Regions from separate parts of the Mus musculus genome. Here all the other regions are linked to region 1. Evidence: chromatin contacts called from public Hi-C, HiChIP or PLAC-seq and promoter capture Hi-C data. All regions are on one chromosome and are shown on one strand. The core of a region is the stretch at or near the end of the contact, and the rest is flanking DNA. Distances in the headings are between cores, read along the strand shown. Region 1 holds the start of Etv5 (ets variant 5). Region 2 holds the start of BC106179 (cDNA sequence BC106179). Region 3 holds the start of Adipoq (adiponectin, C1Q and collagen domain containing). Region 4 holds the start of 1300002E11Rik (RIKEN cDNA 1300002E11 gene). Region 5 has its middle 24 kb from the start of 1300002E11Rik. Region 6 has its middle 8.9 kb from the start of Gm26744. Region 7 has its middle 12 kb from the start of Gm26744.

Region 1 (4,050 bases), core at 1,090-3,589:
TTATTTAAACCCAAACCGTCTGTCCAAACAGGTGTGTATACCTGAAATGACACAGCATCTCCATGGCAACCTACAAAGATTAGCTGCCATCTACTCAATTTCTAAAATAAAACATCTATAAAAATGAGAGATAAAGGAAATTCAGTTCCACTGCACATATTTAAACATTTCTACCAAAAGGCCAAAAAAAAAGGAAAAGAAACAGAAAAACAAAACACCGTCATTGAAATCTTTCAATGCAAAAATATCCATGAAAAGAAAACTCCCTGTTCTACAATGACCTCAAATCTTCAACAAAATCAGTCAACCACTGGTAAGAGCTGGGCTTGGAACTAAATCAAGAGGGGAGACACTTTTCTAGCGTGGGAGGAATTAGCTAGCAAGTTTAGGTGTTACCTTCCTAAACACTTAATTTTCCAAATAAAAACTCAGGTCAAAATAATGGGGGCATAACAAGTATTTATTCACCTCAGGTCTGAATAACAGACAGGCCTAACTAGCATTTTCTTTTAAGTTGTACACAAACTAGGGAACACTTTTCACAGTAACCATTTCCATCTGACTTGTTTTTCACGCTGTGAGCACCATATCAAATTTTCATAAGTGAGCAGGATACAAGAAAACCCTTCACAGCCAGCACTTGGCCCAAGTAATCAGATATTTTCAAAGTCAAAGGAAAGAGAGTTCGCAACTTCCTAGAAAAACACTTCTGCCAGCTTGCCTTCCTTCCACACAGTGCAAACATCGTTCAGAATGAGGCCTCTCTTGAATGTCACCAACCAGGACCCAAATCTGAGAATCTTTAGTAGACTGTGGAGAAGAAAGAATTCTGTGCTGTATTTTTAAAAATTTTGACTAAGTTGTGGCCTCAGAAATTCTTAAATGTCTGTTGTGGGTTAAGAGAACAACGTGTAGGAAAACCAGAGGATAAAATATTTTTAGAAGCTCATGATGCGCAAAAAAATATCCTTTGAAAAAAATCGGTAAAAAGAAACTTCCCTAAGAGATTCCAAAAGCAGCAGCAAGGATCTTCTAAGCAGCCCTTCGAGTTCAAGAGCTGGAAACGTCGTGTTCAAAGTATCTTTTAAAAGCCTGCAGGGAAGGCTTCGGTTCATCCTGGAGTTTAAACCACTTCCTTTGTGTCGTCGTAGTCGCTCCCCCCCCCCAGCCCCCAAATCCAGGGTGCCCCCAGGAAAACTTTAACTGGGCGCAGCGACCGGATCGAGGCCCCTCCCCGTGGCGCGCAGCGAGCCTGGTTTTATGAATGGGAGATGGAGCCGCGGCCGCCACCGCAGGTAGAGGCTGTAACTGGATCCCTCGCGCCCGGCCCCATTCACAAAACAAGACACACTTCCACCCAATTCCCAGCCTTCCCATTCATGAAAACTCCTTCAGCTGCGCCCCCGCCCCCACTCCCAACGCACGCTTAGCCTCCGACGCAGGCCCCTCACCCCAGCGTTTTAGGAAGAAAGCTCAATGCTTCATTCACAAAAAAAAAAAAAAAAAAGGGAGAAAAAAAAAAAAGCCTCAGAGCTCAGAGCCCAAGAAAGAAACCTGCTTCATTCATAAAGTCACCCACATTCAGAAAACGAGGTGCAGCGCTGGCCGATACCAGCAGCCTCATTTGCTCCTGATCACACATGCCGCCTCCCCTCATCACCCCCTACTTAATCAGTACCCCCTTTGCGGGGGAGACCCCGAATCATTCACGAGGTTCCAGCACACTCTCGGCAGCCTCGGAACCGGTTCTCTCTTCCCCCAGGCCGTGGCTCAGGCGGCCCCAATACCCTCAGCCCTAAGAGGAGGGAGTGGGGGGCTGCGGGCCCGCTGCCCAGTCTCCAACTTGCCAGGCCTGCAGAAGTTCGGGCAGATCCTGCACCCTCAGGCTGCACATGTCGGTGTCATTTAACTCTCGGGGTTCTGAAGCAGAACCCCTGAAACTGCTGCTCGCCTCCCCCCACCCCCCATATTAAGAGTCGCGGAGCGTTTCTTCTCGCGAGCCTCCCAGGGCCCTCGGGGGCCCACAACTTCGCGCCCCGCACCCCGTTCTTGCACCCCGCTTCTGTAGCCTGAGCCGGGCACCCCGCTCCCTGCACCCGCTCCAGCACCCCGGGTGCCTCCTCCGCGGCGTGCGGAAACCCGTTCTCCGCTCGCTCCGGAACCGCTAGCCGCCCCCGCCCGAAGCCTCCCAGGAACCGAACCGAACCGGGCCTCGGGGGGAGGGGGCGGCTAGCTCCGGGAGTCACCCCAAGCACGCCCAACTGAGGACCCAGAACCAGTCCGCACCTGAGCGGCCACTCCGCGCGCCCGCCTGCGCGCCTCCGTGGCGGGCTGGGCCGCAGCGATCGGGGATGAAGACCGCTCTGCGCGCCGGCCTCCGGACTCTGCGCCGCCCTGCAACCCGCTGCAGCACTGGCCCGGCCCCCGCCGGCTCCGCCCGCCGCCATTGGCCCGCAGCCCAGAGCACACACGTCCCCATTGGTCGGCGGCCATCCCCGCGGCTGCCCATCACCTCTTGTTTACCCTGTCTTCAGGCAAATCCAGCTGGGCCGCCCCATCATCTGCGGCGCCCATTGGCTAACGGTCGGCCTCCCTCAACGCCCTCAGAGGTCTGTTTTACATAATTTATGCGCTGGGCGCCATTGACCAATCAGCACCGGCTTGTTTATATAATGAATGTAAGGACGTTTTTCATTCATAAAAAACGCGACCTGAGGGGGAAGCTTAGCTGAGTCAGTGAAGCTCTTAAAGGGGCCACTCGCGAAGTTCCCCCTGGCCTCGGCCTGCACCGCTCCTCCCGCCACCCCCGCGCGGGGCCGCTTGGCGCCAGGCGTTCGCAGCTGCAGCAGCGAGCTAAGTTATCATTTTAGAACTCAGGCGAGAGGAATTCGTCATTCCACACACAGAAACTCGCTGACCCTGCCTGGGCGTTCGGCCCATAGAAACACAAAAAACGGAAACCGAGCCCTCTAATCTTAGCTACCTTGAAGAGAAGCCTTAATTTTTTTTTTAAACCAGGTTTCCAGTGGGAAAAAAAAGTAGTTACCTTCCTTTAAAAACCTGAGCTTTTCCAGATCTTAGTGATGTACCCATGTTGCCAAAGCCTAAGGCCCGACCCGATCGCGTCTTCTCGGGCTAATAATTGCCTCTGAGCTCTACAGGCAAGAGGCTACAGCCAGAAACCCGGTTCGTGGATCGCACCGGGCCGGTAGAGGGCCTTGGAAGCACAAATCCCTTTGAAACGTGCGTGCAGTTAGACCGCTTGCTTCTCTCCCGGGCTGCTTGTTTTCCATTTAAGTGTTGAATGCAAGATGGTGTGTTTGCGAATTAGATCCCGTGCAGCTGGGAACCGGGAGAAGCAGTGTTGCTTGCCAAAGGATCGGGCATTGACTGCAGTTGTTGAGATTCTTAACAGGGTGTTCCAGGAAACAAATAAAACAATCCTCTGCCCCTTCCAACTCCTCGTCCTGCTCCTGCCACCGACAATGGCCGTTCTCTTCTTTTCCCAAGGACGCTAGGGTGCTTGTGAACGAGTTCTGTTCTCTACTAACCGGGCAGCAAGGTGTCAGCGTTTGGAGAGTTGAGCCTCAGCAAAGCGGGTCCCAAGTTGTTACCCTAAGGGTGCCCAGTGCCCCACAGTGAAACACGTGGTGTGGATTTCTAGTCCGCGGCCTTTCCCCCCTAAGCTTGTGGATCAGAGCTGGTACTTGGTGTGTTGATTACAGTCCTTGACCAGTTTGAATGCTGGGATGAGACCTGCACCCAGGTTCAGTGGGCTGAGTTATCGGTTTTGCCGGAGACTGGGAAGGGCACCAGTTGAAGTGTGGGCAGGTGCTTTGAACTTTTAACGAGCAGTTCCTTGATATTTAATTTCCTGCCTGAGCACAGTGCTTCCCTTAGCTCCTATTCTAGTTGGTGGCTATAGAGTTTGTCCTCTTGTACCCGTGTTCCCAGCTTGTTTCTGACGTCCTGAAGGCTTTCAATTCAGCAAGGCCCACACTAGTTCCAGATCCTCTCTCACCGGCTTGGTCCCATCACCGCCATCCCTCC
Region 2 (4,050 bases), core at 1,095-3,594, 790 kb after region 1:
TCTTTCCTATTGTATGGTTCTTAGTTCTTAAATTGAGTGGAAACAAGAGGGAGGTTGAAAGAAAGGATTGAGGCTTTCAATGAACGTGAGGGATACTGAGATTTCTCAAGGGCCTGGGTGACTTAATTTCCTCATCCACAAGTGGGTTTAACACCTTACTGTGTATAACACTGAAACCAGCACTGTGTCTTTGGTGATTCTTGTCTAGATGCCTTTTCTTCATTTCCTGTGTCAGCGTCACAGTTCAGGTGCTTAAGCGATCTCCACTGTCTGTCAGCTCCCAAGTCAGTCTGAGATTCTCACTTAAAGTCCTCGCTCCTGTTTCCATCTTCAAGAACCGCGACCGAAGAATCTACCTAAAGCACAAGGATGCACTGTGAGCCATGCATTAAAATCGTTTAATGGCCTCTTAATGTAGAACAAAATCTTCGACTTTCAGTTAGCACCCTTTCAGAAACAGTCACCCGGGGTCTGCTTTCATTGGCTCACAGCAGAGTGCACTATTATGAGCATGCTCAGTAGGCTAGACTCTACGTTACTTGCTCCACATAAATCATTTCGTGTAAACATGATCCTTAGTGCTGTCTTCTAGCTCTCCATGTTGCAGAAGAGGAAAGAATGGCCCAGAAAGACTGTGGAACTCACCCAAGAACAAATAGCTTCTTGGCCACAGAACTGAATTCACTGTCTGGCACTTTCTGATTTGGGTCTCTGGCTCCAGAGCAGCTGGGGGAGGGTGAGCAGCTAGGGGCTCAGAATCAAAGGATGGAGGAAGACAATCTGAAAGACAGGTGCTGGGGAGGAGGCGGCAATCTTTTCTTTCCCAGGTTGGTGGTGGGAAGCGGCTATCTGGACTTGAAGAGAACGCTCTGGTCCTGGCTCCAGCAATCTTACTGTAGAGGCTATTTTGCTACACAGAAAACCCAGACCAGCAATTTTCTGCGTTCTTGGAGCTCTATTTGATTCCTCTCCCAGCTCAGAGGTGGATATTTGGGATGTGATTACTGCCTCAGAGTAGTCAAATCTCTTCTCTAGGATAGAAAGGACCGAAGGAGCGGCCAGATGGTGGCTTCCAGTTCTCTTACAGAGGAAAGTTTTCAGTCTTTCGGAAGTGGTCTGTGGGTAATCAGAGATGGTCAGACTGCCAGACTGCTTCTTCAACAAGATGTTTCCTCCTGACTTCTCCAGCAGCCGTATCCTAAGCCCAGTGGAAGGAAGGTGCCCGGCTGTCTTTACCTTTGTAACCGGGTCCTGCCTGCCTGCGTACCTACTGTGAGAGTTCCAGGTCGCAGGACTCCAGAACATCTAAAAAAAAAAAAAAAAAAGTTTGACAAGGCTGTGTACAGGATACACTTAATGTTGGGGGATTTTTGTTAAACTCTAAATACTACAGTCTAAGATGTATGTGTCCTACATAAAAATTTGAGTTTTCACAGGGGTTAAATGACTTGTTTGATCAGGATCACCCTGTGCAGAGCCAGGACAAGCACTCTGGTAAGAACGTTTTCGCCAGATAACACTGAATCCAATCCATCGGGACACGCAGGGGGTGGGGGTGGAGGCAGCATTTGGGCTTCCTTGCCTGCCGCATTGCTCCGCCCCAAAGGCTTGCTCTTTGTGGACAGACTGCAAGATTCCCTGCATTACGGGGAGCCCTAAGCAGGCACCTTTAACCTTGAGCCTGCTCGCTAGCGACCTCCAGAGGGCCAGGATGGTTTGGGACCGGTGTGATAGAGCACTTTTCTAGTTTTAACGACTCTATTTGCATAACGGAGACCAAGCGTCCTCCCGCCGGTCTGCCGTGCTTTTCTTCCCTCCTTCCCGGTCCTCTGTACCCTCATCTGTGCTCCCTCTCTGCTTCCCAGAAGATCCGTTCTCAAGGGGACTCACTCGGAGCTTGAGTCCCGGGCTCTTCTCCCTCGGCCCGGCAAGATCCAGAGGCACCTGGGGGAGTGGAGTTGAGCGCCAGCCTGGGTTGGGGAGCCGCCCTGGCACTGCCCGACCCTAACAAAGGGAATCGGACTGCGCGCCGTGCGAGCGCTCGGTGGGCTCAGCGACCGCAGCCGCCTTCCCGATTGAGAGAGCTGCAAGTGAGTAGGGGCGAGGCGGGCGGCACGGGTCTGAAGAAGGAGTGCAGGGGTGCGCTGAGAGGCAGCCCTAGCTGCGGGAGTAGGAGCCGCCGCCCCGGGCTGGGGATGTCTGTCGCGGGTCCAGGGGAGGGACCGCCTTGGCCTCCCCTCCCTAATCCCCCACCCCCACCCCCACCCCCCGGCACGCCAGCCTGCGCACCCATAACAAACCCACGTGTGCGGGGACGCAGGAACCTACACTGCAGCGTCTGTATTGTGTAAGGCGTTGACTCGCGGAGTGAGGGTCTCTTTAGATCTTGCCCACTTTGGTAACAGAGCAGGAAAACAAGCCCGGTGGAAGGAGAGGGGGAGCGCAGGCACCACAACAAACGCACGTGTGCCCCGGCTGAACCTCTTTTGGTCAGGTTATTGTTCCAGCCAAACCAACGGGTGCGGCGCTTGGAGGCCACCTACTACTGCTGGAGAGGTGGGGACCTTTCGCAGCGGTGCTCTGTGAAGGGACGGACTAAACCTGTTGATTTTTAAAGGAAAAAGAAAATACAAACAAGAAAGAGCCGACAAAAAGCCCCCACCCCACCCACACGTATGCTTCACCCATTGGCACGGGTTTGGAGGTGAAACCTACAAGCCCTCATCTCTTCTTCGAGATTTTCTTAAGAGTCGTGGGCTGAACTAAGGATCTGTAGGGTACCCTTCTAAAATAGACCCTGCCCGACACACCATTGTCCCCGTGCACTGGCGACTGCCCCTGTTGGGGAATCTCGAGCGCCTCCCTAGCTTGCTGAAAGAATAGTTCATTTTAACAAAATCCACCAGTGAGGTCTTGGGTTTTGCTTGCTCTTCGCCTGGGAGCTCCCTGTGGCTAGACATTTCAGGTGTCACTGGCCCTGGCCACACAAGGCCAACGGGGGCCCCTCGTCTAGACGGGGACGTATCGGAGGCTCGCAGAGGTAGGTCCACTGTTTGCTGTGCTTTCCCCTTAACTTTCACTCTGCTCACGCAGCCGGATTTTTAGCGTATTGAGGTCTGGGCTTGTCAGCTCTGAGGAAAAGTTGAGGACAGGAAGGGGGCGGTGAACGGATCCTAGGCGACCTGTGCAGGAGTGACAGCATTTTACCAATCTGATGCTGCACCTCGAGTAGTCCCTGTGGAGACTAACCTGTCTCTGAAGACAACTGGACAGCCTTCAACCGTGTACCTTTGTTATTGAAAAAATCCAGGCGACAGCTAGGGAACCTTTTTAATTTTACAGGCAGGAAGCTGAGGTCTGAGAGTTCAGCCCCTTGGGTCTTCCAACTGCTCGGCCTTCATCCAGAGGATTCTGCGGTCGGCTTAAAAGGCAGTAGCCTCAGGCAGGGCGGAGTGAAACAAAGAAAATAATTCAAATTGGAAACTGCGCCCTTCCATTATACCTTTCTAGAGTTCTCTGTTTTAGTGGAGAAGAGGGACTTAGCATTTCCCCCACTTCTCAGCCTGTCCCGCTTCATAACTTTGCTCTGCTCTCCTGGCTGCCCTCTTGTTCTCAAATTGAACTAGGGCCAACTGGAGAGGCTTAGATGTTTTGCGGGCGCTAAGAAGCCTTTGTTCGGGCAGAAGCTGGGGCTGTTGACATCAGCCCCGCTGGGAGGAGAGTGTCTCTTGTAGTCAGCTGCTTCTGAGCCCCTCAGTACAGAACGAAGCATTCTTTTCATTGATTTTATTTAATTAATTTATCTATTATGTATGATTCCCGTGGAAGTGACTGTGCCTTTTGTGTTTAGCAGAGAAGCAGGCAGAGGACAGTGAGATTAGTTTCTCTAAAGCTAGCTAGTTTGTGCTTGGAGGCTTTTCTCTCCATCTTCGCTCCGCCTAGGTGTGTTTCCTTCCTCCTAGTCGTGTTTACTTTCCCCTTCATTTCCAGGCTGTTTAGCTTTGTAATGGCAACGTTAAAAAAAAAAAAAATCACAGCTCTCAATTTACA
Region 3 (4,050 bases), core at 655-3,154, 710 kb after region 1:
AAACCAGCAGTGTTCCTATATGGGACAGGGGTCCAGAGCTAACCCGGAGGCTATAACTGAGCAGAGGTGAAGACCACGAGGCATTGGGGAGCGTATGCCCTTTGTGGTCAGAGAGATCTAGCTTCGTGCCTTGGGTCTGTGTCTCTCCCTCTTACTGGCTTCTGGCTTCTTCATTAAGTGGGAGACAACCACAGGTATCTGTATGGGAAGACTCGACTACCCCTTGACTCAACATTGCTTGTTACTTACTTTGTACAAGATACTACTTAGTCTAGGGGTTATGGAGCATAACCTCAAGTAGGTAAAGCCCCTGCTCCAGCGTGTTTGCATTCCAGTAAGAAGCGAAAGACAGTAACACACATACAAAATAAGTAAGAAAATGCAACAACAGCAACAACAACAACACACACACACAAAGTAAGCAAAACGCTAAGGGAAAGATAGAGAGTGATACAGCTTTGAGTTGCTGTAGTTCTTCTCTCTCCTTTGCTTCATACAGTTTGCTTGGGAAGTGTCCAGGGCCATGGGGTCACAACTAACAGCCCTTGGAAATGAGCTTGTGTCCTTAATCTTCATGACCTAACGTGATTTCTCTAGAAACATCAGTGCATTAACAGGAAGACAAGATGGAAGATCATATTTTGGCTCTCCTTCCTTGGTGGGTTGACACTGCTGGTCCTATCCACTAGTAAAAGCATGACTCTTAGGCTCTGTGTGGCCAGTGGAAGGTGGCAGTTGGAGGAAGCAGATGCTTGGCCAGCCTTTGCCTGGGAGCAGTCTAGCTCTGAGTGTCTTATTGGAGCAGCTGCTGGCATCCAGAGTTCTTTTTGGATTCACGATTTAATTCAAAAGCTTTGTGCTCCCGAGAATCAGCTCTGGTCTTTCAAAAATAAGATGTGAGTCCGCCGAGAGGCTCCCAAGGTATTGCCTTGCCAACTGCAAGCCTTTTAGGAGCAGTTTAGTGAGTGGTGACTGCTAGTTGCAGTTGGCTGTTAGCCCAGAGCTAATAATAGATAGAAAAGGTATATACTTAAGGAGTCTGGAAACTGAGGTTTATCTACTCACAGAAAATGAGTTTCTAAAAAACTAGCTTGAAACTTACCCAGAAAAATCTTAGAACATGGTTCTCCAATGTCAAGGTAAGTGTTCTGTGACACTGGGCTTGAATTATGTAGGGACCACAGATTTTAGAATTTGGACCCCTGAACTTGCTTCACACCCCACCAGGAACCTTCCTGTACAACAGCCCTCAGAATTCATCTACATGGTCTTTTCTCAGTATGGGATCCGGTCTAGCAAGTGGAGCACACCTTCTATTGCTTAAAGATTTGTTTATGTATATGGGTATTTTGGCTGCATGCATATTTGCACACCAAAAGAAGGCAGCGGATCCCATGGAATTACTGTGGGTGCTGGGAATTGAACTCAGGACCTCTGGAAGAATAGCCAGTGCTCTTAACCACTGAGCCATGCCTGCAGTCCATCTATTTTTTATTCTAGTACAGCCCCTCTTCATTCTTACTGAAATAGTAATGCCTGAACCACACAGCTTCACATTTAGTTACAAAGAAAGAGTGGGAGTATCATGTGACAATTAGTGTTGTTGACTCTCCAGGACAAACTTATGGGAAAGGGAGGTCTCCTGACCCCTGAACAATCATTTTACTTGAGGATAATTTTCATTGCACTCAGAAACATGCTGAATTATTGTCCTTACCCTTGCCCCATCTCTTGCTCTGGTAGAGAATGGCCAAAGCCTGGAAACAGGATGGCTTGACAGAAGCTCTACTTGGCTTCCCAGACCCAAGCTGGATTAAACCAGGTTCCCTAAGGAGTCTTAAGGCAGCTGCCAGGAGCAAGGGGCCCACTCATTGGCTATTGGCCTTGACTGGGTTGGCCAATGGTAAGCTGGGGTCTGCCTGTCCCCATGAGTACCAGACTAATGAGACCTGGCCACTTTCTCCTCATTTCTGTCTGTACGATTGTCAGTGGATCTGACGACACCAAAAGGTAAGAACAATTCTATATTCTCGGCTGGCTGGGTATGAATGCAGAATCCCACTTGGGCTGTGTTCAGATTTTGCTCTCTGCAGCAGTGTGAAGGTAGATGTTGAGAAAACTCAGGCCTTGGAAACATGGTTGGGGCAGATAAGCTTTGGGGCTTTTCTTTAACTCTTCAAAGCTCTAAGAAAGAAACAATAACCTTTCGGTCCACAAGCTTGAGCCTAACCGGAAGTTTGCCCTGTTCATTTGATGGCAGGATGCCCACTGCAAAAAGAACCTGGAGATAGTGAGGTAGGAGGGTCGATCCACAGATGAGACTCTGTTGGAAAGTGGGATCTGTTGCTTCTCGGCTTTAAGAGTTACAGTGACAGGAGAAGCAGGCAGAGAGGGCAGCCCGAGGAAGTCCAGTTGAGGTCAGACTGTAGGATCTGTCTCTATCACTTAGTTCTACTGAGCAGATATGCACGGAGCATGCGCTGTAGAACACTTTGTCAGGGCTGTGAGTGAAAACATGGGTGTGCTCGGAGGAGTTGGGGACATCTGTCTGCATAGAGACATTTTAGGGGATTGGGTGACACAAAGTGGTGAGAACCTGGAAAATAGTGGCAATCTGGACAGAAAGCCTCATTTTGAAAGATATTTTCTGACAGAGGCACTGCACCTGCTTTGTCGTTGTTAAACCTAATTCTTGCTCCATGAACACAGCATCGGAACCATGGAGGTAGAGGAGATGAAGGAGGGAGGGGTTTGGAAGTCAAGGCAGCCTCTTGTGTGTCATGATACGTAAGTCCCTCGTCTGAAGAAATTTTGTTTTTGAGACTGGGTGTCACTATATATTCCTGACTGGCTTGGAATTTATAAAGACCAGGCCATCACTGAACTCACAGGGATCCACCTGCCTCCCTGGCTCCCAAGTGCAGGGAGCAAGTGCATGCTGAGAATGGGTTCTGAATCAAGCCTCACAAGAGGAGCCACCTCACTCCCCCTGTGATGTCATTCAAAAGGATGGCAGAGAATTTGATCAGAGTCATTCTGTGGACAAGAGGGCAGGTGGAGCAGGCCAGAGGGGCGTGAGAGTGCATCTTGGTTCTTGGAGCAGTTTGGTTCCCAAGGCTTAGTGAGAAATCCTTGATGCCTCTCTCCCTGTGTTTCGAGGAATCTTACAAGGCACAGGGCTTGCTTCTAGCCTTGTGTGTGTGATCCTGTGTGCATGTGTATGTGGAAGCCAGAGGGGTCTCTCCATATGAGGTGTCTTTCTTAATCTCTGCCTTATTTTTTTGAGACAAGGTCTCTCAGAACCTGGAGCGTGACGAAGAAGGCCAGACTGAGGTCATTGATCTCTAGGGATATTCTTGTCTCTGTCATCCCCTACCCCAGTGTCAGGGTTAAAGGTGACAGCTTTTGACATGAATTCTAGGGATCTAAATTCAGGTCCTCATGCATCTGCAGAAAGCACTAATCAACACAGCCATCTCCCAAGCACTTAAAATTTTATTTGTGCAAGTGCGTGCGTGCTTGCGTGCATGCGTGTGTGTGTGTGTGTGTGTGTGTGTGTGTGTGTGTGTGTGTATTAGTGCTTTCTTGAGAGAGAATGTGCAAGCACACACAAGAGTCTAATGTGTGCAGACACGCTCATTCTATGGCAGGCACATGGAGGTGAGAGGGTAACTTTTGGGAGTCGTCCCTTTCCTCCTCTCTTGTTTCTTCTGCTCGTCCACCCACCGTCAGCCTCAGGAGACTGTGATCGCCACCGCATCTTGCTTTTTATGGGAGATCCAGGGGTTGAATTCAGGCTGTCATCCTTGCCCAGGAAGTGCGTTCTCCTTAGCCCTCATTTTTGTCATTTTCCAAGGAGGTTACAGAGATAAACATTCCAGCTGCTTGTCAACTCAGAGGACCGGTAGTCCCCATGTGCTCTGCTAAAGTCAGGAGGTGCTATCTTTTGGAAAGCAAAGGCTTCAATCAGGAGCTCGCCCTACAAGCTTCATGGAGGGATGCTCTGCTTTGCTGGTTTCTTGAGAGTGTACAAGTGTGTGCACACATATA
Region 4 (4,050 bases), core at 695-3,194, 650 kb before region 1:
AACACAAAAGCCATGGTTCATAATCTCTGGGTCTCTTGTAGCTGACTATGAGATCTGTGTAAATCTTGATGGCTTGACATTTTTGAAAGTCTAGTTTTTAATTATTTAGATTTTGATGAAAATATTATCAGCTTGTATTTCTAAAACTCAAGCTATGGTTTCTGGAGAGCAAAGAGAAGTGTCATTGGTTGAATGATGGAACCTGATGTCCCTGTGATTATGCTAACATTGAACTACCTTTCCATCAAGGGCTGCTTCCCTCACAAGGTCGGAAACTTCCTTAAGCAAGTGTTCACTGTATCCATCTTTCTCTAGTGTCTCTGTGCATCTTATATGAATAAATGAAAAATAAATGGAATTAAACAGGTTCAAATTCTATCACACTGGCTAACTTTGTGCCTTGTGGCAAATCCCTATAGTCAAAAAATGACAAATATCATTGGGTCTAAACCAGGCATGGTTGAGTATGCCTGTAAGATCCGTTAACACTAGGAGGGTTCAGGGAGGAGAACAGTTGGAGCTATATCAGGAGACCTGATCAGAAAACAACAAAAGTCATTGGGCTGAGGTGTTATTCTGGGTTATTTGCAAAACTGACCCATCACCCACATTTCAACACTACTACTAGCTTGCTTTGTCATCTTTCTAAACAACAAGTTGAGATGTTTCTTTGAACCATTGTCTTAGTCAGGGTTTCTATTCCTGCACAAACATCATGACCAAGAAGCAAGTTGGGGAGGAAAGGGTTTATTCAGCTTACACTTCCATACTGCTGTTCATCACCAAGGAAGTCAGGACTGGAACTCAAGCAGGTCAGGAAGCAGGAGCTGATGCAGAAGCCATGTTCTTTACTGGCTTGCTTCCCCTGGCTTGCTCAGCCTGCTCTCTTTTAGAACCCAAGACTACCAGCCCAGAGATGGCCCCACCCACAAGGGGCCTTTCCCCCTTGATCACTAATTGAGAAAGTGCCTTACAGTTGGATCTCATGGAGGTATTTCCTCAACTGAAGCTCCTTTCTCTGTGATAACTCCAGCTTTGTCAAGTTGACACAAAACTAGCCAGTACAACCACCACAGAGGAAATGAAACCATGCCTAGTCAGTGGTAGTACATTCATAGCCTGCTAACCTTCTGGAACTGCAGAGGTCTGTAGTTTTGTTCCTATTAACCAGTTAAAAACAAAGACAGCTCCCTGCTTTTCTGGGTCAGTATGAGGTTTGTGGACACACACACACACAGAGACTTTCTTATTGATGAGTATGTCTACTTTCAGGGACAGCCTGAGGTCTGTCATTATAGTCCTGGTGCCTCTCCTCCCCCCCCCCCCCCTTAGCAAGGTAACTCAGCAAATGTTTTCAATCAAGTTGAGATATCAACCTGTCTGTCTGTCGGTCTGTCTATCGAGGAGAAGGTACCCAGTATCATCAGCTAACCACTGAACAAAAGTAGTTCCAGTCTGCTATACACGTATGTGTTCCAGTGCGGAAACAAGAGAGTATATCACATCATTAGAAAAAAAAACAAAACAAAAAACCTGTTAATGTTCATTGCAGTATGCTGGAACGTTCTATGCATTACCTCAAGTAACACAACAGCTTCAGGTTGTGGGTACTGGTGTTTTACACGGTTGGGACAGGTTGCCCTTGTAACACAACACCAATACCCTCAGAAGTGAAAGGGGCAGCACTGCAGCCAGCAATCACAATCTCAGAGGCCGACACCCGGCAGAGACGTGGGACTCGACAATCTCGTGATTTGTCCAAACGCCCCGCTAATTCGGATTGGAGCGGTAAATTTCAGCATGGACGAGTCTGTAGAATAAAGGAATTGGGTCACTCAGCCCAGGACCCGCAAGCTAAAACCACGGGAGCCCACTGCTGAGCCGTGTGTCGGAAGTGACGTCATACGCGGAAGCTGTGGAGGCAGAGGTGGCGCCTGCGCATTGGGGTTGCGCTGGGGTGGGTGTCCAGCGCTGTAGGAGGAACGCGGTGGGAGGAAGGCTTGCGGGCGTGCGGACTCGGCTTCGGGCCGAGCGCTTTGAAGAAGTAAGTCTTCTAGGAACCTAGCGGCGCTAGAGGGAGTTGGCGACATGGCTTTTGGGGCAGCTGCGGTGCGCTCAGCTGGGCTCGCTGCCTACTCCTGAGCCCGGGATGGAGTAGGGGTCAGCGACCCGGTCTCCTATAGGTCTTGGGAGAGAGAGGTGGACACCTGCTGGAAAGGGTTTGGACAGAGTGCGAAGCCCGACTGGCGCAGCTGCTGAGTGCATCCCGGGTGTCAGCATCCCGCCTCTGCAAACGCGACTCCCGGTTACTTTGCTTGCCCCCTCCCTGCCCTATGACGCGGGTGCAGAAGAAAATCCTGACCCGTTTTGTTTTAAAGTTAGTGAAATGTACAAATGGGTCCTAATCTCTTGGTGGAGAGGATAAGGCGCTTGTCTGGCTTCTTGAGGCTGCCTTTACTTTTCTGGGAAGAACTGTGCGATACCAGGGAGGTTATCGAATAATTAGCCGCGGTTGTCGCACCGTACTGGTAGCTGGTGTTATAAATGCTTTCTTTTTAGCAGTGTAAGTTTTCTTTTTCTTAAAGATTTATTATGTTGGTAAACTATTTAAAAGATGGATAAGAGTTACAACGAATATAAAAACAGTAATTTATAAATATGTAGTCGGGCTCCACCTGCTGTGTATAGACCCAAGGAACGATTGTAGCAGCTCCCAATTCCCCCCCCAACCCTTGAAGATTAAAGTGTTTCCTTTGTTAAAGGCGCCATTAAATATTATGAAGAGTGTACATATGCACCCCACAAAAAACAAGTATTGTAACCACCAAGTTTGGGCTATCAAATGAAATACAGTGCAGATGCTATAATGTGCTGTGTAATCAGATCTCAGCAAGAGTCACCACCTACGCGTAGCCCCAGGAATGTGGCTGTGTGCACGGGCTATCAAATAAAAGGCAGATCTTGAGAGGTTCCCAAAATGTGTCATTAGATTGGATAGAGTGGGGTTAGTAGACAATGAATTTATGTTGCATGGTTGTGTTTTCCCTAAGAAACTAGTAAGCATCTTTTGATTTTAAATCGGAGCTTTTCTTCAAGTCAGTTGAACACTCCAAAAGTAAACCGCTTTTTTTGCAGTAAAAATTTATGTTTGTTCACGTTTAAATCTTTTCACAATTCCTGGACAGCCCTGAGATTCTACTCACCCCCATTTTATATGCTGTTACTGTGCCACTGAATTAGAATATATTTAAATATGATAAATGTCATTGAACTTTTGAAATCTTCTAGGTATTATTGTTTTCCTATAGTCTTGGCCACTTTAACCATGTTCAGAGTCATGTCCCCTAGACCGCATGTCTAAGTGCCCATATGGTGTAGCTGCTATGCACAGTGGACTGATGCATGTGGTAACCTAGGTATGTGCATTGACAGTTTTGAGGTTTTTAGTTTTGCAGAACCCTGCTACCTACAGACTCTGCCATGGATGTCATGTAAAGAAACCCCGGATGTAGTAACGGACAAAACATGAGTCAGTTTGTGTTGTGGCATTCAGATCTGAACACACTGGGAGAGGTAAGTTGTCGACTGTGTTTTATATTAGGTGCTGTATTAGAGTAGCCCTGTTGAGTCAAAGATATTTTAAGATGGGAGAAAAAAATTAGGCCTAAATCTATCTTTTTAAAATCAGGAACTTCCAAGGCAAGGCGTCTTTGTTTGTATGCTAGTGTAACTGTTTTCCTGTTGAGGAAGTCAGGATTGAAAGAGAGAAACCAGGTGTACTGCAGAAAGGATACTTTTCCTTTTTGGGAGCTCCTCTCCCCCAGGCTTCTCAGTCTGTAGTAACAGCCCGTGGTTACTATGTTAAAATAAAGGCTCAAATACTCATCTAAATCAGGTGGTGGCCAAATAGTGCATGTCTCAGATCTGTTGAGTAACTCTATTTTATGCGAGAGAAACCATACCTTTTCTTTTTCTTATCTTGCCTGAGTTAGCCTTATTTATGTAATTTCTCCTTTCCCCATTTTTGTATTCTCTCGGTCTTTTTATCTT
Region 5 (4,050 bases), core at 428-2,927, 620 kb before region 1:
GCACAGAGAAACCCTGTCTCAAGGGAAAGAAAAGAAAGTAGCAGGGGATAGAGAAATAGCTCAGCAGTTAAGGGGATTATCTGCTTTTCCCGAGGTCCAGAGTTCAATTCCCAGTACTCACATGGTGGCTCACAACCATCTATAACGTGATCGGATGCCCTCTTCTGGCATGCAGGGGTACATGCAGATAGAATACTCATTCATAAAATAAATCTTGAAGGAAGAAGGTGGGTCATTTCCTTGAAAGAAGGGACAGGAGATGGAAGATCAGAAACATTCCTGTTTATATCAGGATCCCTCTTCCCGGGAGCCGCAGGGACCGATAGAGGAAGCTGTAATCCTACGGTTATAGCTGACCTACTTGGGGAAGTTTGGCTCACAAATCCTGATTCTTCAGGTCAGAGAAATGGCTCCGTTTCAAACTTTGCTGGGTTGAAATGGATGACACCATTTCAATTTTTAGCCTTGCATGTTGGATCCCAATAGCGGAGCTTAGCCCCTAAACAACAGCATTCAGTAATTTCTGTTTAATATGCCAGTACTTCAAAAAACGCATGGTAAGACAGGAGGTATGACTCAGCTGGTAGAGTACCTGCCTAAGCATAAGACCCTGGAACCCATATTCCTGGCTCCTCCTGCACTCGGGGCTGAAGTACAGCTGTCATTCATCCTGGCTCTCAGGAGGCAGAGGCAAGAGGATTAGGAGCTGAAGGGCATTACCACCTACAGAGGGAGTTCAAGCCCAGGCTAGACCATGTGAGACCCTGCCTCAAAACAAAGGGTTGGAGAGGTGTGGAATAGTTTAAGAGTACTTGCTGCTCTTGCATACGGTCTAGGTTTGGTTCCCGGGACCCACATGGAACTCACAATCATTCGCAACTCTAGTTCCTGGGGATCTGATGCCTGGTTTTTGGCTGCATAGGCACCAGGTTTGCACATATATACATATCTTAGGGTTTCTGTTGCTGTGAGGGGACACCTTGACACAGCAACTCTTACAAAGGAAAGCATTTAATTGGGGGGCTGGCTTATATAGTCCAGAGGTTTAGTCTATGTCACCATGGTATGCAGATAGACATGGCGCTGAGACAGTAGCTGAGATTTCTACATCTGGATTCTAAGGAAGCAGGAAGAGACTGACACTGGGCCTGGCTTGAGCATTTGAAATATCAAAGCCCACTGCACTGACACACTTCCTTAAACAAAGCCACAACACCTAATGGTGCCACTCCCTATGAGTCTGTGGGGGTCCATTTCATTCAGACCATCATAATACATGCAAGCAAAATACTCGTAAAATCTGAAAAATAACTATATTTAAATAAAAATATTCTTTAGCAGTTAAACTATCTCTCTACCTCCCTTTAAAATGTACAAAATTTAAAAACTATTATAAAACTTATGTCCCCTGCAATAGAAGATGTCAGCCACTATTGAGATATTCTAGAACAAGTTATCCTTAAGCTCAGTATCGCTGTCTGCTGAGTGTGCTTTCATCTCAGTTTCTAACATTAATAAAAAGTTCTGTAGAAACTCGGACTGTGAAATGTTACTCCCCCACCCCCACCCCCACCCCAAAACAGTGTTTGAAAGAAAAGTTTCTGGGCTACAGTTCCGTGTAATGTTTACTGTGTTTTCAACTTCTGAAAATGAGAGGGGGTGTGGCTAGCCGGTGGGTGTGGCTAGCCGGTGGTGTGGCTAGCCGGTGGGTGTGGCTAGCCGGTGGGTGTGGCGAGGGGGTTGTCGTCTGCACCTTTTGTGTTGAGTTTCATCTCATGATTGGCTCACAGTGCAAAGAACAGGACCACCTCACCTCACGGTGCCTTTTCTACAAAGATAGATGTTTTAGGAGTTCTCAAATAAAAACAATGAAGGCTTCATATTATCTAGGTTTTTAGGTGATTACACTGAAGTAACAGAATTCAGATATGGATTCAAATTCTCACTTCAGAATGGTGTATTCTGTATTTGAAAACAGGCCTGTTAGTGATAGGTTGAAGCCGTGCATTTGAATGTACTATAAGTACATAATGTGAAATATAATGAAATTTAATACTTTGTTTTAATACTTTGTTTAGTGACCTAAGAGAGAAAGAGCTTTTCGTTTTGTATAAAACATATTGATTCATCTGTAGTCGTAACTACCAGGTTCAAGGTGCAGGGACAGATACCACTTGGCATACCGTTCTAGTGTGTCATGTGAGCGTAGTTTCGATTTGGAAGTTCAGTAGGTACTCCCAGCTGACAGGGGAATTCCAGCAAGGTCATTCAACCGTTCAAACCTTAAAGGCGAACACAATTGGGAAAAGCTGCCTCTGTGTAAACATTAACCCCTCTGGTTTCAAGTGGCTCCTTTTATCCTGTTTGGTTTAATATAAAAGGGAGACCTGGAACTCGATATCTTTATACTTAGATTAAAAATAAGTTTAAGGAACTTGGAAGCATATTCTTCCATGATTTATTATTTCTTTTAAACTTAGAAGAAAAAAAAAGCTGCTCTCCCCAGCTAGCTATGGGAGGGTTGTTGTTGTTGTTGTTGTTTTTAACCACTGTGTGTGCACATGTGTGTGTGTTGGGGGGTGGGGTGGGCTTGGGGCTTAGCTTGCATGCGGCGGAAAGATCCTTAGCATGCATGTCGATCCTCATCCAGCTCACGGGTTCCGAAGCTTGGATCTCTGGCTGCAGGCTTGTGGCCAGCACCTTCATCCTTCCTAGCTCTACTGAGCAGAAGTTCTTAAAATATTTTCAGTATGTTTTTCTCAGTACATCTATCAGTCTAAATGAACCAATTCTTCTTGAAACATTATAAAGCTGCCCTTAACTGACATTAGGAAACAAACGGTGCTGGGTGCAAATCATGGCTTGCAGCATTTCTCAACCTCTGGGTCTCGACTGCACAGGGTCTCAGATCAGACATTCTACAGACTCTTGCTGCTTCAGTGGGGGGGGGGGGGGTTCATTTGCTGTCGAAAGACAAGCTTTTAAAAAGTAGTAAATATTTATATTTATGAAATAGCTCCAGCATGAGTATGTGCATCCCTGCAACGGGTCTTGATGAGCCCCGTTCCCACTAAATCCTCCTGTGCGCTCGCTCATCCCTGATCCACAGAGGAAAGCCAAGAGCTGGGGTCTGTGATAACTGTTGTCACTTCTCCAGGGGATCTGCACATGCCTGTATATCCTAATCCAAATGCTGCCTAGCTTTCAAGTGCTTCCTTTAAACCTCATGAAAATGAAATCAAATTGTCTGCACTTTTTCCTAGAACATACTTTAAGAAATGGTAAGTTGGGATCGCCGAGTCAATATTACAGTTACTGCCGCTTGCTCATTAGTTCCCATTGCTGGATGTTGCATTAAGTGACCTAGAATTTAGTAGCAGAGTCTACTGGTATATGCAGGTAGATATATACATACATAGCTATTTCCAACCATACATAAACAAAGATTAAACTGAGTCTTTACTAGGTGAGAACATTGCCTCGTCTGTCTATGTCTGATACTGTTTTTCATGTCACCACACACACAGAGTAATAGATAATGTTTGTGCAGTGCAGTAGGCTAAACGAGGGAATCTGAGTTCCTGCTTTGGAGCTTTCACGACGAAGAGCTGAGCTTCACATCTGGGCACATTATTGCATACTGCATCTTATCACACTGGTTGGTCAACTGCTGGGACTTGTGTGTGTGAGTTCAACTTTAGATAGAGGTTCACGCTTCTATCCTGCCACCAAACTCCTTAGTGGGATTAGTTATTAGTTGCTGTAACCTTGTATTTTCTCTGAATATATATTTAAAATAAGAAAGGAATGACTAAGAATTCTATCATTCTCACGATTATGGAGATCAAAGTTGAAAAATGAAAATAATTTATTAATCTGCCATACCAATTCAGATTGCTCTCAAAAAGCATGATAATGTCATTAAAACAAAACAACCCATTACATCAGAGAGCTGTAGGCAGGAGGCACTGTCAAGGAGTCTGAGCAGAGTTGCTGTTCACTGTGAGCCACACCCTGGGCCAAGTGACTTATGGAAGCCCCACGCTGTCC
Region 6 (4,050 bases), core at 389-2,888, 600 kb before region 1:
TCTAAGGGATTTGTGGCAAGTAATGAATTCAGTTCCTATGACTCTGGCTTGTGGTTATCAGACTAAGAACTTCTGTTCTCCCACCTCCTTGTTTCCTGCCAAGTGAGGAAGTCTACCCTCAGCTCATAGAGATCACCCCACATATCCTTGCCATGTGGAACCCTTCAACATGGCCACATGCTTCCTTGTAGCTACTGTGCGAGAAAGAGAGAGGTGGCAGACAGGTGACATGGTTTTGATGACAGTGATAGTTATGTATCCGTAGTCATGTTGATCTTACCCTGTTGATAGGAAGAAGCGAGTCCTGCACATGCTCATGGGAGTCTACTCATGGGGTGACACTGGTGCCTTGCCCAAGGCAGCTTCTCTACCCAAACACCACTGCGGCGTCCTCTTACTTTTTCCTCTAGTTTGCTGTTGGTGGATGGCTGCCACTGGGATATTTTAACGAATGGAAATGGGACAATCAAAATCAGATGGGTAAACATATCCACTCACTGTGAGTAGTGCAGTGTGCTGCGACTCTAGAAACAACTGGGCATGTGTGTGCATGCGGCCAGTCTGACCTCAGCAGAAGATCTGTGTGCAAGATGCTCTGCCTCATGTCCACCAGCTGGTGTGCAAGTGGAAAAGGACAGTGAGTGGGGCAGACAGACCAGCTCTCTGTCTCACATGACAGTGGGACGTGGGATAGGTCCCATCTACCAGTTGGGAACATGATCTGCCATTCAGTAATTACTTCCTCGGTCTCTCCTTTCAGAGTTCAAGGTCGTCCCAGGCTGTGCAGCTAGTTTGAGGCCCGCCTGGGAAACTTGAGACGAAATCTCAAAACAATAACACTGTTTCTTTAAGCTCCTTAAAGGACATTGTCACGTTATGCCTACTGCCAGAGGCACTGTGTGCACACCTGTTTCCTCAGACTTTCAAACGGAGGTTGTTGCCATATCAACAAAATAAAAGGATCTCAAACCCTTTGCAAGCAGGAAGTGGCATCTTGCTTTATTTCCATTTCTTTAACTAATGTTTAAATTGAACATTTTTCTTATGAGCTTTCTATCTTTTCATCTGTAACTTAACTGGTAGGTGGGCCTTTTCCTTGTTCATCTCATTCCTACATTTATCCACATTAATGATTCTTTTTAATTAACAGGTTTTTCATACAACATATTTTCATTATGTTTTCTTCTCCCCTAACCTAACTCTTCTCAGATCCTTCCCACTTCCATACCATCTCAAATTTATCTCTTTATCTTAATAATTATTGAACTCACAATTGTACAAGCTGTTTCTTTTTACATTTTGTCAATTTTATAAATTCCTCCAAATAAACTCCCTCTTTGGTTCGTTGGATATATATATCCATTGTAACATACTTACCCACACTCATTTTCAAGTCATGAAGGAGTTCTTTGTCTTCTCTAAAAATATCACCATGTGGTTTTCATGGAAACTGTCCCTGGACTGAGTTGTTTAGCCCTTTCATTCAGACCTGGTGCTGACTCTGAGATGTAGCCCTGGCTGGAGGAGGAGGCAGGAGTCTCTTCTTCCCCCTTTTCTTCAGTTTCAGGCCATCTGAAGTGCAGCCCATCTGCTGGGAAAGCCGCTGTCCACGATGGAGCCACAGCCGGGGTCAGAGAGGGAAGAGTGCGTGCTGGGAGTGACTTCCTCAGTACAGAAGAACAGGTTCATGTTTCTGCATGGATGTAAAGCAGAGCTTGTGTGAACTTAACAGAATATACCTTAACAAAGCCATTTGATGCTCTTCTGTGTGGCTTACTTTACTATTTTGCCTATTGTCTTATTGATTGCCTTTCAGGATTCTGGGATACTTTAGCTAGAGGTTAACTCGCTTCTCTGACAAAATGATTCCTGAGCAATTCCAGCAACATTGCACTTTCCCTTTCAAATGTGAAAGTATTTCAAGAATATTTTTCTGGTTTACAGTAGGTGGCAGCAATGGATTATCTCACTAGGCTCAGCATGCAATGAGGCAAGTGCAGGGAAATAAAAGCATGTGCCTTACATGTAGGAGCGTGTAGTGGTGCTGTCTCAGAAATGCACACCATCACCTGTGACTGTTTCGTAGCCCAGCTATGCAGTGAGCACCAGTTTACACTCCTCTGGGAAAATACACTTAAGGTTTTATTAAGTCACAGCTTGTCTTGCAATGTGTGAATTCTGCGCATGCATGTATGTGTACATGTGTATGGGGGTACATGTGTGTGTATACATGTATAAGGGACATTGTATCCGGGTACACATGTTTGTTGTGCATGTGGAGGTCAGAGGAGAGCTTTGGGTGACTTCCTTTATTACTAACTTATTCCTTTGAGACATGGCCTCTAACTGAGCCCGGAACTAGTGACCAGCGAGCCCCTCCACCATCTTGCTCCTACACCACAGGGCTAAGGCTAGAGAGCCACACACCCACTCCTGGCTCTGCTGTGTTGTCCTGGAATCAGAGCTCTGTCGCTCACACTTGAGCAGAAGGGCTCTTTACATACTGAGCCATTTTAAAACACCAGCCTGTCCTCTAAAGGATACACTTTTCAAAGATACGTATTTAGTACAGCCCTGAGTAATTTAATAGACTAAACTATGCTAAGATCGAGTCTTTTCCAGGCCAGTGCTTCCGTTGTGAGTAGGTTTCAGTGGAACCATGCCTTGCTGATTTAAATTTCAGGTCTGATATCATCTCATAGTATTTATCATTGTTATTTCTAGAATGGGGTGTTCCCTATGAAGTTAGCCTTTGGCTGAAGTCCACTCAGGATAGAAGCAAGCCAATCCACCGCTACAGCGGGCAGTCCCGGGATACACTTGTGTAGGCAGGAGAAGGCCAGTACAATGGACCAGTGCTCATTCGCTGTCAGAGAGGCCAGGACCAACCAACCAACCAGAGACCGTGACAGAAGTGTGAGCAATGGCTTCCACTTCTCCCTTTTAGAACAGCCTCAGAATGAGAAAAAAAAAAAAAAAAAAAAAGTGAAGATGGCAGGGGAACAACTCCAAAATTCAGTGTTCAAGGGAAAATTCCATCCTGTCCTGAATTCTGTGTGTAAAAATGTCTTAAGGAAACCAGGTTCTCAGATCTACACACCATGCTTTTTCAGGGCAGGGCTGCATACTAGTTTGTTAACGGATCTCAGTTTGCTGCCAGCACAGACTAGCATGCTTTTTACTGAGTGAATAAGTGAAATTATCTACTTCTTCTCGGTGCCAACCACATTCTTTTCAATATCTTTCTAAAATCGCTCCTTTCTTCATATGCCCTGTAGTGGGCTATGCCACACACTGAAGTGTGAGTTAGCTCTTCCTCTCCAGCAAGAGCATGGGCAGACTGAGACAGTTACAGTCAAGGGAGGCTAGCCAGCACAGGGGAGTGCCTGGGATGGAGGCTTTGGAGATAATTTTCAAAGAAAATTCCAAGAATTTTGCATCAAGGAAAATTGAAAATGAGGCTCTAGGGTGTGGCAAGTGTTCCCAGACCCAGCGCTACTTACCTCACAGTGGTTTCTATGTCTCTAAAGTACCCAGGCCCCAGGAGCTGACCTGCTGCCCTCTGCTCCCTTCGTGGTAGACGTGTTGGATTTCCACCTAAACTTGCAAGGTGTGCTTCTTTGTTTCATGTTTGCACTCCTTTGCTACAGAGGCATCAATTCTGCTAGGACTTTCTCTTCTGTTACTTTGTAGATTTCAGATTGCCCACAGCAGCTGACTATGATTTGCCTCGTGCTCCAGCAGCAGACGTGTGTGTGTGTGTGTGTGTGTGTGTGTGTGTGTGTGTGTGTGTGTGTGTGTGTGATTTTTACCAGCCACAGATAGTTTCTGTGATTGTGTGACATTTGGAATTCTGGAGAATTCTCAGGAAGGTATTTAAAGGCTAGAGCACCAAGAAGTTTATGGGTTGTTGGTTGGTTGCTGTTGGTTGTTGTTGGTTGCAGTTGGTTGCAGTTGGTCACAGTTTATTAAGTAGTCCTATGCAAGAATAAATTAGATATTCTGACAGCAAAGATGAAACTTGTTCCAAGGAGCTCGACATTGTTAATC
Region 7 (4,050 bases), core at 463-2,962, 580 kb before region 1:
AATAGTAGTAAGCTTTTCAGTTACTATGTGATAGTTTCTCTCCCAGCATATGCCCAGGTAAGAAGAAATAAACACACTTTGTTCTCTTCTGTTTCTCAGTTGACCCCTCCATATTTACCTGTGCCTGCTGGAGACAGATCTACTCAATCCAGTCAGCTTGGCCTAGCTCCACAGTGAGACGATTTCTTTGACAGTTATAAGCCACTTGCCCTGCTCTTTCTCCCACAAGTGTGCGTTAGCCCCTTTACGGCATTGGTTCTGCCGGAGTCTTACCATGAACCAGCCAAAGCAGTGCTTCACAAGTGTCTCCCAGAGTCTAATATCCTCAGCGTCACTGAGGAGCTTGTCAGAAATGCAAATTCCAGGCCTACTCCACTTCTGCCATCAGAAATGCTGGCAGCAGGTCCCGGAATCTGTGTTTAACAAGTTGGCTAGTGGAGACTGGTGCATGCTGAAGTCAGAATCCTTGGTTTACAGCAAAGCTCAGATTTTTAATGTGCATAGGAATTGATGGGGATTTTGTTTAAAGCCAGATTCTGGATACTTGGTTTGGCAGCTGCCTAAGTGGCCCCCAAGTGATGCTGATGCTGATGCTGCCAATCAGTAGCAAAACACTGAAGTCTGGATTTGGGATGCCACTCCTCTCAAAGACCCATGTGTTAAAAAGGCTTGGTGCTATTGGAGGAGGTGGCGCTTGTAAAATGTGGGGCTAGGTGACAGGTTTAGGACATTTGAAAGCATTTCCTTGGGATTATAGAGGCAGTCTGGTCCTTTCTCATGAGGCGAGCTGAGGTGCTTGTTTTACCACACACTCCAGCTGTGGTGGTCTCACTCACCACAGGCCCCAAAGCAATGGCTAATTGATCATGGACTGAACCTTTGAGCCAGAATGAACCTTGTCTCTTTATAAATTCATTATCTCAAACATGTGTTACAGTTACAGAAATCCGAAAAATACATATGGATCTGGAAGAACTATTATGGGCTGCTCCAAGAACTAGCACAGTTAAGTAGGCGTCATTAAAGCTTGTCTCCCACTTGCTCCCAAGGGGAATGCAGCTCCCAGAAGGACTTTTATAAACATTGATCACGACACCATTCTAAAAAAGAAAGAAAAACAAAACAGCTTAATTGCCCAATAATTGGAAAATACAGTGACTCCCCCTTCACAAATACTCTGTTTATAAATTTACTTGTCAAGTACAGTTTATTCTTAGGCCAAATCAATTCTCCTGGTACTCTTATGATTGTGTTCACAGATAAGCACATCATAGCAAACGTCTGAGTGTGTGACACACTCTGAGCCAATGCGGGACAGAGGGAAGCTCTGCATTCTTATTTAGGCTCCCTGCTGTGGGCACATGCCTTCCTGGTACAATTACTTATGAATCAGAACACATACCCTTCTGTGAGAATGACCCAGTGTCACACGAGATGTGTCAATCATCCCTAAAGGCCTCACCTTACAATACCATACTTGGTTAATCACATTCCAGCCTGAGTTTGTCAGCTCTCAGGCCCATGTGGTGGCAGGCCACCAAGGCTGGGGTGTGTGGGGGGAGCAAGCTGCTCACCTCCTCCCAGTGTACAATGCTAATGACCTAAACCTCTCAGATAGCCAACATCTCAACATCAGGGCTTTATAGGGTAGCACCCCAGACCTGTTGGTAAACAGAGTTGCAAGGGACGACCAAAGAAAGAGAGACACTTGAGGTTGTCAGGAGGCTTTTACGTCAGCGGGGGAACAGTCTCAGATGGAATGAACCCTGAGCAGCTTTGCAGAAGGGTATTTATTGATCGTTACGCAAATGTTATTTTTAGAATAAATCAAGTTTCTCATACCAGAGCCACTGATCTGATGTTTGTGCTATGTTAAAAAACACATGGCCCCCACACTTCTGTCATCATGGTGCAACATGTGTGCAGTATTGTGTAGTGCTCAATTGTGCAAGAATTCCAGGTTTGCCAGGATGTCCTGTAACTGAAGTTACATGAAGGCCATAGAGCCCCTTCTGAAATACAGTTCCATAAGTCTCAGAAAACAATCACCGATCAGATACAAAACATTTCCTTGGAGCTTAGGCGGGCCTAAAAGAAATTGAAACACTCTGGTGTCCATGTCAGACACAATGGCTTTACTAATTTTCCCACTGCGCAGACCAAAACTATAGTGCCTCATAAAATATCTATTTTCAGGAAACTATAAAATGATAAGTAAGCACTATGAGTCATTGAACCATGGATTTAATGTTAATTGATTAACAATATAAATGTACATGTTTAATTTTAATTTTATGGTGTATAAGCAGAAATATAGGTAAAACAAGGTTTGGAGCCATGAATAGGAAACCTGAACATGTGACCAGAGGCTCATAGAAGCCTCACCCTTTGTCTGTCCAGGAGCAAAGGTTCAGAGTTCACTAATCCAGTCTTCAAAGAGGCCTCGTATAGTGTAGCCACGTCAGAGGAGAAGAATGGGTTGCCAACTGTACAACCCATGCTGCATTTAGAAATGACAGGGCATGCCTGCGGCTGTATGAAAAGTGTTGTTGGAGTCACGAGACACAGGAGGGGTTTTCAAGTATAGCACTGCTATTAGATTTAATTTTTCACGTAGGGAAAATCGGAAGAAGTACACCCAGAATCTGAGAGGTTATTTGCTTTTCAGTGTTGTTGTTCTTTGAACGTGTGTTACCTCCTCATTGCTGTAGATGTATTGTGAGGCGCCTCTTCTCACGTCCTGGGCTGCAGAGGCCGCGAGCTCTGCAGGAGGACCTTGTGCTCAGTAACAGAAGAGCACATCCTCTCATTCAACCAAGTAAAAGTTGCTCCAAGCGATGATGTGACAATCCCAGAGGCATCTAGCGCTCGAGGCGTTAGGTAGCTATCCTGGGCTGTGCTTTGTGAGGGAGTGGTTTTGCCCAAGAGCTTTGACTTCTTCTAAATCTCCCCACTTGTCAACATGGTTGACAATCTGGTCTCTGGAGTCAGACAGATGAGAGGTGGGTCCTGATGCTTTTGCTATTTGCTATGTGTCTCGTGTAAATTGTTGAACAACTCTAAATTTCTCTGATGCATATGGATATAGTAGGCATGATCGTGGAGGCAAGCGAGGGTTCGGTCAGATGGAGACCACGCACAGTGCAGAGCGCACACTGAGCCCGAGTGGACAGCAGCTGCTCCTTTTCCTTTGTCTATTGTATTGTGTGCTGTGTAGGAGACTGCCAGCTGTTACAGGGCGCATTTTAAGAAAAAGGAATAGAAAGAAAAGGAGGATAGATAGAAACAGGAAAGGAAGAGGCAAAAAGGATTATGTCCCAAAGATTCACAGCTTGCTGGGAGACAGTCACATACACTGTAGTGTAATAGAGTATAATATAATACTGACTCTCTGACAGTTGGTCTTTAGACTAGAAAAGTGAGGGCCCCAAAATAGTTCATTTGTCTGAGTTGTGTATCTGTATTTATTAGATTAGGATTTTAAATTGAAAAAAAAAAGAACCTTAAAATGTTAATTAGTTAATAACAATAAGTAATACACTTCTTACTAACACAAAGATTATCTTTTTTAAAAACAACAACAACTGTTTTCCCACCCTTCAAGCCTTCTTTCAAAAGGTGGTAAGCATGGTGAAGAGGTTTTCCTGTCTCCTCAGGGTCTGACTTAATACATGATGGTTAGCCACTGCCTTAATCTGTTGTAACAGAAGCTGGCCTGTAGTGGCTTCTGGGACAGTCACTACTTAGAATGAGAAAAGAGGTGGGGGGAAGAATGCTTGGGCATTATGAAAACAGCCCCCCCCCCCACAGACCCCTGCCAGGTCTGGGATCCCATGTCCCCAGAGCAGAAGAGGGTATCAGATCCCCTGCAGCTGAAGCTGCAAGTAACTGTGGGTCACCAGCTGTGGGTGGTGGGAACCAAACTCCAACCTCAGGTCCCCTGCAAGGACAGCATAGCTTACGTATGGCCTCACCATCTCTCAGCCTTCATCCTTGTCCTCTGAAAACATAGCTTACATATGGCCATGCCATCTCTCAGCCTTCATCCTT

Evidence for each region. Promoter capture Hi-C pulls out the DNA fragments that hold promoters and counts their contacts. A called contact is a pair of places that touch in the nucleus more often than the background predicts. HiChIP or PLAC-seq counts read pairs in DNA pulled down with a chosen protein or histone mark. Capture Hi-C pulls out chosen DNA fragments and counts their contacts.
Region 2: a promoter capture Hi-C map of pre-B cells shows a contact between it and region 1, with 4 times the contacts expected there. The contact joins the promoter of BC106179 here to the promoter of Etv5 in region 1. A contact is called at or near these places in 1 of 39 promoter capture datasets (pre-B cells), 1 of 484 Hi-C or Micro-C datasets (embryonic stem cells) and 2 of 115 datasets of contacts at active chromatin or transcription factors (astrocytes and embryonic stem cells).
Region 3: a contact with region 1 is called in a promoter capture Hi-C map of pre-B cells. The contact joins the promoter of Adipoq here to the promoter of Etv5 in region 1. A contact is called at or near these places in 1 of 39 promoter capture datasets (pre-B cells) and 2 of 115 datasets of contacts at active chromatin or transcription factors (bone marrow-derived macrophages and fetal liver).
Region 4: a promoter capture Hi-C map of liver shows a contact between it and region 1, with 2.2 times the contacts expected there. The contact joins the promoter of 1300002E11Rik here to the promoter of Etv5 in region 1. A contact is called at or near these places in 3 of 39 promoter capture datasets (the 3T3-L1 cell line, the SN4741 cell line and liver), 1 of 484 Hi-C or Micro-C datasets (CD4 T cells), 2 of 115 datasets of contacts at active chromatin or transcription factors (bone marrow-derived macrophages and fibro-adipogenic progenitors) and 1 of 9 other capture datasets (liver).
Region 5: a promoter capture Hi-C map of liver shows a contact between it and region 1, with 1.8 times the contacts expected there. The contact joins the enhancer-like site here to the promoter of Etv5 in region 1. A contact is called at or near these places in 5 of 39 promoter capture datasets (the 3T3-L1 cell line, the SN4741 cell line and liver) and 2 of 115 datasets of contacts at active chromatin or transcription factors (bone marrow-derived macrophages and microglia).
Region 6: a contact with region 1 is called in a Hi-C map of CD8 T cells, with 2.7 times the contacts expected there. The contact joins the enhancer-like site here to the promoter of Etv5 in region 1. A contact is called at or near these places in 7 of 39 promoter capture datasets (the 3T3-L1 cell line, 3T3-L1-derived adipocytes, the SN4741 cell line and 3 more) and 3 of 484 Hi-C or Micro-C datasets (CD8 T cells, the N1E-115 cell line and double positive thymocytes).
Region 7: an HNF4G HiChIP or PLAC-seq map of pancreatic cancer cells shows a contact between it and region 1. The contact joins the enhancer-like site here to the promoter of Etv5 in region 1. A contact is called at or near these places in 6 of 39 promoter capture datasets (the 3T3-L1 cell line, 3T3-L1-derived adipocytes, the SN4741 cell line and 2 more), 2 of 484 Hi-C or Micro-C datasets (CD8 T cells and the N1E-115 cell line) and 1 of 115 datasets of contacts at active chromatin or transcription factors (pancreatic cancer cells).

The regions. Positions count from the first base shown.
Region 1 is chr16:22,437,231-22,441,280 of GRCm38.p6, forward strand. It overlaps Etv5 (ets variant 5), which reads right to left and starts at 2,340. Exons shown (of 13, transcript NM_023794.2): 1 at 2,287-2,340.
Region 2 is chr16:23,223,140-23,227,189 of GRCm38.p6, forward strand. BC106179 (cDNA sequence BC106179) reads right to left here and starts at 2,345. Exons shown (of 3, transcript NR_152126.1): 1 at 2,329-2,345; 2 at 646-1,305; 3 at 1-356. St6gal1 (beta galactoside alpha 2,6 sialyltransferase 1) reads left to right here and starts at 1,601. Exons shown (of 8, transcript NM_145933.4): 1 at 1,601-2,090.
Region 3 is chr16:23,144,632-23,148,681 of GRCm38.p6, forward strand. Adipoq (adiponectin, C1Q and collagen domain containing) reads left to right here and starts at 1,905. Exons shown (of 3, transcript NM_009605.5): 1 at 1,905-2,010.
Region 4 is chr16:21,792,403-21,796,452 of GRCm38.p6, forward strand. 1300002E11Rik (RIKEN cDNA 1300002E11 gene) reads left to right here and starts at 1,945. Exons shown (of 3, transcript NR_037958.1): 1 at 1,945-2,044; 2 at 3,448-3,573.
Region 5 is chr16:21,816,609-21,820,658 of GRCm38.p6, forward strand. No RefSeq gene overlaps it. Among named protein-coding and RNA genes, the nearest start is that of 1300002E11Rik, 24 kb to the left of the region's middle. Within about 2 kb of position 1,678, at least 70 of the 459 cell types and tissues checked have an H3K27ac peak or open chromatin away from gene starts, as enhancers often do. A contact at or near this core is called in liver, where this site is marked.
Region 6 is chr16:21,834,918-21,838,967 of GRCm38.p6, forward strand. It overlaps a transcript of Map3k13 not described here. Among named protein-coding and RNA genes, the nearest start is that of Gm26744, 8.9 kb to the right of the region's middle. Within about 2 kb of position 1,639, at least 55 of the 459 cell types and tissues checked have an H3K27ac peak or open chromatin away from gene starts, as enhancers often do. A contact at or near this core is called in CD8 T cells and double positive thymocytes, where this site is marked.
Region 7 is chr16:21,855,924-21,859,973 of GRCm38.p6, forward strand. It overlaps a transcript of Map3k13 not described here. Among named protein-coding and RNA genes, the nearest start is that of Gm26744, 12 kb to the left of the region's middle. Within about 2 kb of position 1,713, at least 33 of the 459 cell types and tissues checked have an H3K27ac peak or open chromatin away from gene starts, as enhancers often do. A contact at or near this core is called in the N1E-115 cell line, the SN4741 cell line, hippocampal neurons and 1 more, where this site is marked.